2 separate regions of the Zea mays genome follow, and region 1 is linked to region 2. Evidence: chromatin contacts called from public Hi-C data. All regions are on one chromosome and are shown on one strand. The core of a region is the stretch at or near the end of the contact, and the rest is flanking DNA. Distances in the headings are between cores, read along the strand shown. Region 1 holds the start of LOC100191756 (putative Solute carrier family 35 member C2). Region 2 holds the start of LOC103629496 (probable salt tolerance protein).

Region 1 (6,830 bases), core at 3,559-6,058, 530 kb before region 2:
GATCGTTGGCTGACCATGCAAAAACATCTTTGTTGTTGAATAAAAACCTTATCAAGGTTTTCTCCTACTCTTCAGATAACTAAGAACCCAGTAATACCTTCTGCTCTGCTATATCTTCACATAGAAGCATAGGCTTCGGCTGATCAGCCGAAACAGCCTTCTCTCTTCTGTATTTGTACTGTTCACAAGCTTCATTTCCATCTATGTTATGGATTGCTTTTGAATCTGTCCAGTTTTCTTTAGCTTTTCTAGCAGCGTCCTGACTGCCATGAATAGCAATGGGTCCTTGTTCCGAAGGTATCTTCATGCATAGATATGCTGGATGAAGTATTGCTTCGAAGGCGTTGAGTGTCCCATGACCAATGATTGCATTGTAGGGGTATTCCATGTCAACAATATCAAACACAACCTGTTCAGTCCTTGTGTTGTGGACAAATCCGAAGGTCACTGGCATTGTGATCTTGCCAAGTGCTACGATCTGCCTTCCTCCGAAGCCATAAAGAGGGTGTGTAGCATCATAGATCTTATCCTCTAGCTCTTGCATCTATCTGAAGGCCTTAGCAAATATGATATCCGCTGCACTGCCTGTATCAACCAGAACATTGTGAACTAGAAATCCCTTGATGACACAAGATATGACCATAACATCATTGTGAGGGTAATCCTTGAGCTGAAGGTCCTCTTGGGAGAAGGTAATTGGGATGTGAGACCATTTTGACTTGATGAAGGGTCCTTGCAACCCAACATGTTGTTCCCTTCTCTGGGCCTCCTTCTTCTGCTTCTTGTTGGCCGGCTCTGAGCATGAACTGCCTGTTATCGGGAGCACCAGCTTCGTAGCCGAAGCAACTTCAGCTTGGTTGTTGAACGAAGCCATCAGCTCAAAAAGTGGAAGTGAGTTCACCGGAGGTGGGCGCCAATGTTGGGAACTTGTTCTCAAATGCTTCGAATCAAGAACAAGGCAACATAAAATATTAAATGTTAATGCCCTTCGTCCATTGAAGCATTATCTCCCCAAGGGTATAATGAACTTCGGACGAAGGGCATGAGCAAAGATCACGAAGGTCATGCCTTCGTGATTAGAGTTATGAAATAATGAAAGATAAAATATATAAAATATGAAACATGAAAGAATAATATATCTAAACACATAAACTTATTCATATATTTCATCATACAAACTTAAATATTAGAACATAACATTTAATCACATTTATACCTTCGTCTTGACAGGAGACAATAATTCGAGTGTCGCGTGCAAGCGATTACAAGATTGTGTGAACAGTACAGGGGTACTGTTCATCTATTTATAGGCACAGTACGCAGCCTATGAGAAATTACATTCATGCCATTTACAAATGCTTATAATCATAATATAAGCTATCACGGGTCAATTGGTCATTTCATCTTTAAGTCGGTTCACTCCTTCGTCTTGAGACATGTGGCTATGCCGAAGCTTTATGGGTGATAACTTCGGTACTGCTTTTGAGAGGATCTGCCAAAGGTGTTTCTTCTTACAGGATCTTCGGCGACGAAGCATACCCCCAACAAATAGTATATTCCTTAATTTTAGATGTGTTTTTCTAGGAAAAAATATTGAGACAAACTTATTAGTTATTCAGTGGATGAATTGCATGTAATGCAAGACTAAGCAATGTGGATTTCAATGCCAGCCAGTCCTAGGATACAAGTTGGTCAGATCAAGAGATATAATACGTCCAACGAATCTACTAAATATCATCTAAACCTCTGAATTAAACAAGCAGACGATAGAAAGGTTCTTTGTCTCATATGTTGTTGGTACTCCAATACCAATCTATCATAATTGATGAGGACATCACTCGCATAAAAACAATGCATGGATCGATGACACGGGCACGCGCACGAAAGCTGAATCTCCAGATTCGTTCTAACCTAATCAATTATGTTTTAGAGTTTACGCTTGGTGCCATGGATGTTTTAATGATTAGGAAGTTTGGAGAGGACCATCAAGGACTTGGGAAAGGCTAAGGTGTCGAGCAGGAGCAGCAAGGGTGTCCACAACAGGAAGGAGATCAAGTCTGACTCGGTTGCGATTCCATCTCGGGTTCCAGGACCAATCTACACTAAAATGGAGGCTCATGACGCATCCAGACTCTGATTATGACGGACTTGATATGGTTAGAAAGATAAGAAGATTATCTAACCAACCCAACTAGTCCCACCTTAAAATTCATCCGGAGTCAATAGAAATCGTAAAAATAAGTCAGCTCTTTGATTCTGTCACTACAACAAATCATGTAATCTATGACGGATTCCTCGTGAAGTTTATAAAAAATGTCACCAATATGCTATCGTTTGTGAGGATTATAGATTTTTCGTCCCATAAGCCCAAATTTCCTAGCCCAAAGCACTACGTTCACTCAAATTCGTCACAGATCATTAGATATGAAACGTCACAATTTATCCTATGATACATAATGACACTATGACAAAATAAAAATTTTCATGGTACAACTAAGAAAAAATGCCATTAGTCAGTCACCTTATTAGCTCATTTCAGATTGGGTCCATATGTTAGGTATGAATTGTGAAGGTTTTAAACAGAAAAACAAAAAAATCCAACAAAAAAGAATCCACATAAAGAATTCAAACTAGAGACCTCATCATCCTACAAGGAAATCACCAAGCTTACCACTAGGCTACAAGTGCAACTTTGCTTCTAGTTAGATATTGTAACGTTTTACCTTCTATTCTGCACACTTAACAAAAACGACCAGATAGGATTCATCCCCAATTCTCTGCCTCCGCCTCTAGGACGACGACAAATCCTCGGGTGCATGTCGGCACTGGCCACTAGGACGACTCCGGGAGCATCTCACGAACTCCCTCACCCTCTCCATAACTCCACCAGCCACTACTCCAGGAGCTCTCACCTGCCGCCACACGCCCACACCCGGCCTGTGTTGCTGCTGCGCCCGGCCACCCGCGCCTACCACCTGGCCCACCCCGACTGGCTGCCCCTACGCCCGCCACCGCCGGTTCGCCAAAGACCTCCGCCTCCCACCACCGCCTACGCTGCGCCTGCCACTGCGACAAGCGGCGACACCGCCTACGCCCTGCGCGACTGCGCCCGCCGCTAGCCGCTAGCCCCGCCTCCACCTGTTGCCCTCTGGACTCCACCCCTCCACCCACCCGTCCACCGGCATAGCCACAGAAACCTTAGACTGAGGCACCCTGAATCTATCTGCTATTATTCAGGTATTCAGGTTGGTGTTCGGGCAATCCTTGTTCTCCCCTCAGCACAAATCGATTGCCAAGGTATGTCTCAGTGTTTTTTGATTGACTTTGTTCGATCTAGCTTTTGAAACCTTGAAAAATAGTTAATTTATGTTTTTCTGTGATGCTTTATTAGATGAATAGAAGTTTGTTAAATGGTACACAGTTTTCCCCCGAATATATCAATGGTGTCAAAGAATTTATGAGCTTTATTCAAAAAAAATTCGGTGAGGATGAAGATATTTTGTGTCCATGTAGTAGATGCATCAACCAGAAGTCCTTTCATCAAGCCCTTGTGGAGAAGCATATATTAATGAATGGGATGGAAAGTACATATATTCAATGGATACATCATGGAGAGAACTTTGAGGAAGATGCCGATCATTCGATACATGGGACATGTGTGATTGAGGATGGCAACTATGGTGATGATCGTTTTGATGGGATGTTACAAGACCTATGCACTGTAGAAGACCAAGATAAAGAGGATGGTGAAAATGAGGATGGAGACAATACTAATGATGACAATGAGTCATTTTATGGTGTAGTGCTGAAAGAGGCGAAACATCTTATTTATTCTGGTTGTACCAAATTTTTAAGGTTGTCCTTTGTTGTAAAGCTCACTTTAACATCCTGTGAACTACAAACACAAACCCTAGCAACCATATTAGGCTATGTTGATCATTAAACACCAGAATCAATTAGTCAAATAGACGGAGGTCCATTTTCCTTACAGTGTTTGTGGTCGTGTGCGTTGTTAGCGAGCGCACACAAACAGTGGGTGCAACATGTTGGTGAAAAATGAACTCAAACGAGTAAATTGTAGTTATCCACTCAATTGGATATACAAATTTGTCCGTGAATAGTAGTATTCTATCTGCTGTAGGTGAACGGTAAACCGATATAAAAACTAATTTCCTATTTTCATGTCGGTATTTTGCATTTCCCGTCTGTCTGTTGTGCACCGGTCATGAAAATTTTGGTTTCCAGACGCTCTGGACAATCAGGTCGTATACGAAACATGCAAGTTGCTTATTTTCACTCTTCTATGTCGATGCCGGACAAAGAGAAAAACAGATTAGGTGACCTGTTACATTAAATGCCTGAAGCAAAAGTGATAGAACTGGCCACTTCATCTGAAGCATTCAAGCGTGTATATATAGCACCATTAGATGCTGACATTTAGCTGTGTGTCTCCAGCAATGCCAAATTTCAGGGCCTGATGTGCATTTGCTGTAGCCTGAGCAGGTGCGGTGCCTACCTGCAGTCCTCCGTCCTGGGCGGCCACGCACAAGTGCAGCACTCCCAAGTCCCAAGTTCCCAACCACAGCCCACCTGCAGTCCTTTGTTTCTACTTCTGGCAGAAAGAAGGTGTTGGTCAGAGCTTACATATCGCCGCACAAAAAAAGCATGTGTTGTGTTGGGAGTGAGATCACCATGGCGGCGTGCAGCCAGTTTTATATTGTACTACCCGTGTGTTAGGTACAACAGCCACAGGTGTCTTCTTCGGCTGCCAGCGTGCGCCCCACAAACACATGAGGAGGAGGGCCGTCGGGGCGCGTCCATCCGGTCCGGACACCCGAGTACCCGACCTGCTTGCTCATCGCGCGCACCCGCCAAAGCAACCAACCGCCCCATCGTCCCCGTCCTGTTCCGGCAGGCAGCCGCTCCCGCTCCCGCTCCCCCACCCCACTCCCCCTCGCGCGGCGCGTTCTCAGATCCCCCGCCCGGTTGGCACCGGCACCCCGGTCCGAAATGCGAGGAGCCTTGTAGCGCCTCGGAGCACGGACGGAATCGCGCCGCATGCATCCCAAGCCCGAGGGCGGCGGCGACGACGACGGGGCCGCCGCGGAGGTGGGCTCCCCGCGGTCCGGCTACTTCCGGCAGCGGAGCATGCACGCCGCCGCCGCCGCCGCGGATCCGGAGGCGGCGCGCCGGCCGTTCCACGTCGAGAACCCGCCTTGCTCCGCCGGCGGGGGGCTGCGGCCCAGCGAGTCCGTCACCAAGCTGGAGTCGCTGGAGCGTGCCGCGCTGGCGCCCGCCGTGGTGCTCAGGACCGGGTTCTACATCCTGGTGTGGTACGCGTTCAGCACCTGCCTCACGCTGTGAGTGGCCTGGATCCCCCCCTCTCTCCTGCTTCCCCCCCGCTTGCGGAGGAGACGGCGGCCTGACTGCTTCGTTGCTGCGTGGTGGGTGCCAGATATAACAAGACGCTGCTGGGGGATAAGCTCGGCAAGTTCCCGGCGCCGCTGCTGATGAACACCGTGCACTTCGCGCTGCAGGCGGGGCTCTCCAAGCTCATCATCTGGTTCCAGCCCAAGGGGCCCGAGGCCGCCGTCGACATGGGGTGGAAGGACTACTTCATGAGAGGTGTGGATCTCGCTCTACGAGAAATTCGCAGCCATGGTTTGCTCTTGCTTGTTTGTTACGGCTGAGTAGCGATCGATCCTTACTAGCCGTTCTGCATGCAGTCGTGCCAACTGCTCTCGGGACGGCCTTGGACATAAACCTGAGCAACGCGTCTCTGGTGTTCATCTCGGTGACGTTTGCTACTATGGTGTGTTTACCAAAGGATTTAATTTGCTTGCTCTCCTTTAGTTAGATTCCTTGATTTGTTCAGTAACTAGAGTTCATGAAATTGATCTTTTGCAGTGTAAATCAGCCTCCCCGATATTCTTGTTGCTCTTTGCTTTTGCATTTAGGTGAGTGCTGGGCTTCATTTCCCCGTTATAATTTGCCTACTTGGAAATTAGTTGTAAATTGCACTATATCCATATTAGTACAGCAGGACACTCATATTCTGCAACAATCGTTACAGATTTGCCAAAATTTTTTGTTGATACAGTTTTATGTTTATCCTGCCTTTTGAAGACAATTAGTTGAAGCAGCCAATTAATGCTGTGCACTAATGAAACATGGTAGTCTTAAGCTAGAAACGTGTTACATGAAACCAAAAAATGTGGTCCCAATGTAAAGCAGTGATAAACCCACACTTCCCTTAACCCACGTGAGGATCTGGTGTGAACTTCAAATGGACACAGCCACACAAATTGCCTAGTATCTGGATATGCCAAGCGGTACAATGTAACCTTTTCAAAGAAGACTTGTAAGTAAGCTAATTTCGAATAAGCACACTTTTTTATAATAACTTGTCATATGAAATATTTCTCAGGTACTACTTTAATTATAACTTGTGAAATATTCTTTAAGTACACATGAGCATTACATATTCTTTTGATAGTTTTGTTACAATTGCAACCTCATTGGATCACATAGAACCTTCTCATTCACTAACTTATTTGATTACATACTATCCATTTATTATTTTATTGCGACAAGTTTATTACAGTCTCATAATATTCATTTGTTTTCTTAAGAAGGTGGTCACCATGGCTAACTAACTAACATGCATGTCTAAGCATTTTCTCTTCTTTTTTATTGTTTTCGATGTTATACGCCTCTAAATGTTTCTTCCTATTTTCAAGGTTGGAGAATCCTAGCATCAAGCTTCTAGGAATTATAGTTGTTATTTCTACTGGAGTTCTGTTGACAGGTACAATGTGCTTCTAAGATTT
Region 2 (7,354 bases), core at 159-2,658:
GTTAGGCGTACCACACTGGCTTAGGCATGTGTTTGGTGTTCTAAAGTTAGTCTGCCACGATTCCTTAGGCATGATTCTAGCCACTCGCCACACCAAAAAAATAATCGCCACACCTGTGGCGTCAGAATCTAGCACCCAACCCTACCACACTTTTTTCGTCATGCCTAACCTTAGACGCAGTAGCAAACCAAATGCATATCTAAGTGTAGTTGCTTAGCCACGCCACACATGTGGCAACCTGCTAAGCTTAGGTGTGGCGCCTTAGGCGTCAAACCAAACAGCCCCTATAACTTTCATCTTTGAAACCACAACCCCACCTTAGCATTAATTGAACCACAAAAGTAGCACATCATTGCCTTGTTCATCCATTTAAATATGTCCCGAGAGATAATTTGCAGTACTCTAGATCGAATGATCGATTGTGTAAGCCCCCTAGCCGCTGCACCTTCACCACACCAGCTAGAAGCAACGTGCTGTAGCATAACCATATCACCACAATTCAAAAATCTATGACACTGCAGCAAGACCTATCCCTTTGAAGTACAATGCGAATAAAAGCTCAAAACCAATTGGTACTGAATGAGCTTGGAGTACGCTGACTAAAATAAGAAAAAATACTAGCGCTTTTTTTACATGTATAACTGTTTAGGCAGGCAGCATTGCTAGCCTTAATGCAATGTTTACTGTAATAATCACAGGTCGCTTTATTTATTTTTTTTCCCAGATAAAGGGGTCGATAAATGATGCTTTGGTTCCTCTGTAGTGGCACATCAGTACAACATCCAAGTCAATCTCTTCATAATTGCAATATCCTGCAGGGAAACCCTGTGGCAGCTTAAAAACTGAACTCAAGGTTAACGTGGTACATGATACAGCAATTGCGCCAATGCTCTAGAAAAAGAGTCCTGCATCCCACGGGGAGTTGGTCGGGTAAGGCAATTTACTACAGACCGAAAGGTTAACAGCAGCTTTGCTTCAGCCGCCTATTCATTGCGCTGGCCAAATCATCAGGCATGAGACCTACCCTGCTAGTGCGCGACGACTCCAAATCCCCCCAACCCGATCCAACTACAGGGATGGAGGGAGGAGGGCAGCAGAGATGAGCGAGGGCTCGGGGCCTCACCTGACAGATGTCGCACTTGGGCACGGCCGGCGCGGGGGAGGCGGCGGCGGTGGCGGAGTCCGTCAGGAGCTGCACCCGCTGGTGCTTCCCGGCGAGCTTGTTGGCGGCGTGCACCTCCTCGTCGCAGGCGACGCATAGCGCGGCCTCGTCCGCGCAGCACAGCACCCGCGCCTCCGCGGCCCCGCACGCGTTGCACTGGATCCTCATCCCCGGCTCCCCGCTAGGGTTTTAGAGGACTGGGATTGGATCGGGGTCCCCTTTCTCTCTCTCCCTCCCTCCCTCCCCCGCACGGCTCGTGTCTGTGAGCTAGAGCTTTTTGAGTACGTGCGCGCTTGGCGAGGAGTGAGATACCTAGCTGCGAGGAAGCGAGCGCTGTTGCGTTTTGAGTAGGTGCGCGCTTGGTGGGGGTGCGGTACGGTTGGCGGTTGCTTCCGGGCTTCCGGTAGGGATCGGGGGGGAGAAGAATTAGACGACAGACGAAGCGGTGGTCAAAGCTCAGGCCGCAGGCGTGCAGTGCTGCGTGGGAGAGGGAGTGTGGGACGGGCGGAGGCGTCAGCTGCAGGCACAGCGGAGTGGGTGGACCGCGGACGTGCTCCGCCCCCCGCGTCCCGCGCGATGTCGGCACATTCCGTCCGGCAGATGCCGGTTTGCGCCAAATTTTGCATTCGATGGGTCCTCGGCTCCTCGCTGACATGTCTATACTCAGGGCCTGTTTGTTTACCTCCCAGATTATATAATCTGAATTAAATAATCCTAAGAGGCAAATAAACAGTCCAACTTATTTGCCCAGATTATATAATCTAACCCCTTGGATTATGATAATCCATAAGCAAGTGAGGAGGTGCTTATTTCAGATTATTTTTTTCCCACTTCCCCACTACCCTTTCAAGTTTCCTATAAATTACCCACCATTGCCATTATAATCCACCGAATCGTTTTTGTGCCTACTACTAGTCAATTTGGGGTGAAGAAGGTGACATGAATGCCTTCCGTGATAATATTGCTAATGCAATATTTGCCAATGTCAATTGAATTATTTTTTTTCATATATGAGTTTCAACCTAGTACAAATATAGAGGGCATTCTTGTCTTCCTCATACAAAAGAATACTATTAACAACTCAAATAATCTGGGTAAACAAACAGGACTACCCAGATTATATAATCCAGATTATATAATCCTCCAAAAATAATCCAGATTATATAATCCATGGGGGTAAACAAACAGACCCTCACATGGTCTCCCAAGGCATGTCATTTTTTTACGAATCATCTAGGTTCGTAGCCGATAGCAAAAGTGACGTTATTTTTTGAACGAAGGAGTACGTCGCAACTTTGATGTCGTTTGGTTAACATGTTGGTAATGTAATGGGTAACCGATAACGTTAAATCATATTTGTTTAAGTCCAACCGTAATCAAATATCACATTAGAAATAGATACCAATATATTCAAACTTGTTACTGTTGGTACTCAATTGTCAATCATTACTGTTGGGGACTTGTTCTCAAATGCTTCGAATTAAGAACAAGGCAACATAAAAAGTGTTAAATGTTAAAGTCCTTCGTCCTTCAAAACATTATATCCCTTCGGATATAATGAATTCCGGACGAAGGTTATGAAGGAAAAAACCCTTCGTAAGCTCGATAGATGATAAAAAAGAATTCATACATGAAATACGAATAATAATACAGATATTATTATCAACTTATTTTTATTTGCATTATCAAATTTGTAATAACAAATTATAAATGTACCTTCGAATTAACGGAAAGCAAAGGTACAGGCGTGATGCTAAAAGCCAATGCTAAGTCAGCGTGAACAGTACGGGAGTACTGTTCATCTATTTATAGGCGCGGGACGCAGCCCGTGTAGAATTACATTAATGCCCTTTACATTTATCAATAACTCTATAATAATTTTTTCAAGGTCTAATTTGGCTTTTCATCTTTAAGTCGGTTCCTCTTTTCTGCCGCCATGCCGAAACTCTTCTGCACATAGCTTCGTGATCATCTTATCCTTCGTCATGATCGCCTTTCGTCCCGCTCAAGCTTCGTCTTGACCAGACACTTGTATACCCGTAACCTGATTCCGAAGATACCTGTTCACATATTTCACTTGGAAAACATTATCAAATCATGTTTTTGAGGACCTTTGAAAGCCGAAGGCCCCCAACAGTAGCCCCTCGCAATATTAATTTGCTGTAATGATAAATTCATATTGCGACATGGACGAAGGCTTTAAGCCGAAGGTCCGAAAAAACACCTTCTCTTTGCTAGAATAGCAACAGTCATTGACAAGCGGGACCCTCCATTTTTCAACGCGCTAGGCGTATAAATAAGAGCTCACCACGAGTTTATTTGGCATGCTCTCTTGCCATCTGCTCTTGCTCACTCAACTTTTAGCCTGTGCGCGACAACACTTGTTTGACTTTTTAAATTTTTAAGCTTCGGTTTGGAGAGCACTTTCTCAGTGTTTGCGGAGATGTCTGAGGATAAGAAAGTTGTTGGTGATTCGAAGCTGAGCCTTTCTGAGGAGATGCATCTGGGTTTTCTTCAATCAATGTCAAAGACCAATACAGAGAAGATTACTAAGGAGATTTTGGAGGGTTTATCTGAAGATACTGGTGACAGTGACAGTTATGATGTGGATAGTGGTGGTGAAGACTCCGAAGATCGACCTTGGTGACCAAGCCATGCGGTCTTTGGTAAATCGAGTATTGAAGAAAGCCATCTTGTCAATATGAGGGGCATATATTTTCGGGACTTGTCTATTGTGAGGGCTGACGAAGGAGAGAAGACTTGTCCGACTCCCGAAGAAAATGAAATCGTGATATTCCGAAGCTTCTTAAAAGCTGGACTGCGATTTCCCTTGAGCAGGTTTGTCGTGGAAATACTGAAGATATTTGAAATCTACCTTCATCAACTTACTCCCGAAGCAATCATGAGGATGGGCATTTTTGTGTGGGCCGTGAGGAGCCAAGGTTTAGAACCAAACGCAAAAAGTTTCTACAACATACATGAGCTATTGTATGAGACAAAACCCTGGTCTAGGTCAATTTTGGCTGCTACAGCTTCGGGGCCCGGTCTAGGTCAAGCTGCCCCGTACCAACCTTTCGAAAAAGATGGCCCGGCAACTGGATGACGGAATGGTTTTATGTGAAGAATGATTTAAAAACTCGGGAAGATATTAAAGGTATCATTATGCGCCCTATCTGGCAACGCTTCGGCCTCCGGAGGCCGAAGGTGGAAATAGATGAAGCAGCCGAAGAATGCCAGAGAGCCTTCGGCGTGGTGTGCTCTTTTATTGGGACAAGGGATTTAATGCAGGAGCACATTGCCTTCAGAGTATGGCCACTTGCAGATAACTGGGAAATGCCGAAGGAAACCGTCAAGGAACCTGACGAAGATAAGTTCGTCGAGTCAGGCTAAAATACACATTCAAATACGGAGATAAGTTCGTCGAGCCAGATGACGACTGGCTGAAAAGCATTGAGGCCATAAGTGATGAATTGCTTGGAGTATATTCAAAGGCCGAAGATACTGCATTATCAGCGGCCTTCGGAGGCCGAAAGAAGAAGAGACTCAATCGAGTATTTGATGCAATTGGGTTTGTGTACCCCGACTACCGTTATCTAACACGGGGTCAAAAGAGAAAGAACACATCTTCTGCAAAGGAAACTGCTTCAGCCGCTCCTAGCGAGCCGGCGCCGAAGAGAAAAAGGGTAAAGGCTCTCACACACCGGCCTCGTTATATTGAACCGGCCACAGTGCCTGAGTTTGTCGGTGAGACCCCTTCGGCCACCGAAGCTAAAGAGCCAACTCCCCTGCCAAATATTGAAGTCCTGGCCGAAGTGCCAACGACGGAAAAAATAGAAGAACCGAGGGCTGAAGAAATAAAGACATCAGAAGTTTTAAGTCCTTTGGCAAAAACTGAGGCAACAAAAAGCCAAAAGGGTCCAGTAGTGACCCCTAAAAGAAAAAAGGATGGTTAATGTGCTAGATGTTTTGGAGACAATTAAATCTTCAAGCACATCTCCAAAGAAAATTGTTAAAACTTCCGAAGTGCACACTGAAGCCTTTGTCGCCGAAGCTTCAAAGCAACAATCTAAAACTGAAGCTGGGCCTTCAGAGCCCGCCAAGGTGAAATCCTTGGAAGCCGAAAAAACAGAAATAGCAGAACAAATTTTGGCTGAAGAAACTGGCACTGCTGCCCCCGAAGCATCTTCCGAAGTACTTGACTATATTGTACGACATGCTTCGGGAAAAAGATTATCTGAAGAAGAGATTTTTGAAGCTAATCACTATGCCCGAGAACTGAAGTATCCGAAGGGGGCCTTAGTATTCAATGGCACATACGAAGATGACTTCTTATACTGCCTCCCAGACAACAAAGAATTATCTGTCTATCAGGAGATGGCTAGAAGTATGGGGTTCCCGAAGCTTGAAGCTGGCCTCTGCGCTATGACAAAGGACGATCTTGCAGATAGCCTCGCATATAATAGTCTAAAGGTATGAAAATTGTATATTTGGGAATTTATAATTTTTGAATTATTCTTTTCTCCTTATACTAATTCTTTTCATATAGGGTTTAATACTTAGCAATGCTTTGAGAGTGCAAAAGAATGCTGAAGACGAGAGCTACAATATTGCGTTCAACAACCTACGAATAGAGGTTATTAAGCTGAGGAACGAAGCTTTGGAAAAAGATAAAATTCTGCTTACATTGGTGGATAAAATAAAGGAAGACGAAGCTACTTCTAAAACTCAAGCTGAGGCTCAAAAGCGTGAAATTGAGGATCTTCGGAAACAGCTAGCCAGAGCTAAAGAAGAACGCATACTTGAAGAGACGAAACGAGAACTTAGTGATCAGTGGGCAAATCATTTAGAAAGAAACGTTGAAGAGCTTCGTGCATCCAAGAAAAGGTGCTATGACAAATCTATAGAATATGCTAAGAAAATAAAATCCAGCTTCACCAGCGTTGGCGCATTCTCAAGCGAAGAAAACTTCACAAGAGGTAACCCCGAAGGCCCGATTGAATGGATCAGTCACGAAGCTGAGGCCTTTGAGGAAATCTTGAATAGCCGCAGAGACATATGCGCCTTTTCAGGTGCCAGGGGGATTGCTACTATTTTGGAGAGGAAAGGCTATGAGCATGTGAAATCTTTGGCACAATCCGAAACTGTCTTATCCTCCGAAGATATAAAAGACCCTTCGGCTGAAGCAAGACTGGTCGGTGGAAAATTTTTCACCGACATCTGGGACAATGGTGGCCGAGAAATGGCCCAAGAGATTATTCAAAAAAGCGAAAAAGGCATCCATGATGCTAGAAAAGTAGCAAAGGCTGCTGAGAAAAGCGCAGAGCCCGAAGGGCAAATAGGTATTAATTAGTGGTTTTTTGCTCTTCGTTGTAACTTTTTGATTTCGAACTTGTTCACGGTTTGTAATAGTAATATATTCGTATCTTCTCTTCCCTCAGAACCTACTGAGCTATCTCTGGGACCCCACACAAAGGGGGATGATGAAATTAGACAAATGGCCGAAGCCATCATGGATAAAGTTGTTGATCAGCTTCTAAACGAAGCTGCAGAAGTAGTCTTAAGGGAAGATTAGATGCTGCTGTAAAAACATTTAGATTGTAATGCTTGTCGAGAATCATGTGTAATATTGTGTAACTTTGGATGTAATATATTAGCTGTTTATAATTCTATTCTTTACGATGCATGAAACATTAGATACATACCGTTTTTGAGCCTTTGGCGAAAAAACACCTTCCCTTCTTTTCATGCTTCGTAAATAATATCCGTGTTCTCATAAAATCAGTAACCAATCCTCGTAAAATCAATAATCAATAGATCTTTCATTTCAGAGTTTTGACGAAGATATAACTCTCCAATGGCTATTGTTTGTGCCGTGTCACTATTTCTTCAAAACGATCTTCGAATAACAATTTTGAGACCCCCCCTTCTTGCGTTGTTGATGCACTATGATGTATGATGTTATGCTATGCAAATAACGTAATGATGTGATGTTATGCAAAATGATATTTGCCGAAGGTCAACATCTATTTTTCACTGTAAGCCTCCCTTAGGAGCTTCTTCGCCTTTTATTCAGCGGAATCAGCGTTTATTTTTCGCTGTAAGCCTCCCTTAGGAGCTTCTTCGCCTTTTACTTTCAGCGGAATCAGCGTTTATTTTTCGCTGTAAGCCTCCCTTAGGAGCTTCTTCGCCTTT

The links. Hi-C and Micro-C count contacts between places; a contact is called where the count stands out from the background.
Region 1: a Hi-C map of leaf shows a contact between it and region 2, with 6 times the contacts expected there. The contact joins the promoter of LOC100191756 here to the promoter of LOC103629496 in region 2. A contact is called at or near these places in 3 of 25 Hi-C or Micro-C datasets (ear, endosperm and leaf).

The regions. Positions count from the first base shown.
Region 1 is chr6:84,327,656-84,334,485 of Zm-B73-REFERENCE-NAM-5.0, reverse strand. It overlaps LOC100191756 (putative Solute carrier family 35 member C2), which reads left to right and starts at 4,808. Exons shown (of 12, transcript NM_001137183.1): 1 at 4,808-5,360; 2 at 5,456-5,625; 3 at 5,727-5,812; 4 at 5,908-5,957; 5 at 6,741-6,808. The coding sequence starts at 5,059.
Region 2 is chr6:83,796,942-83,804,295 of Zm-B73-REFERENCE-NAM-5.0, reverse strand. LOC103629496 (probable salt tolerance protein) reads right to left here and starts at 1,408. Exons shown (of 3, transcript NM_001346834.1): 1 at 1,124-1,408. The coding sequence starts at 1,330.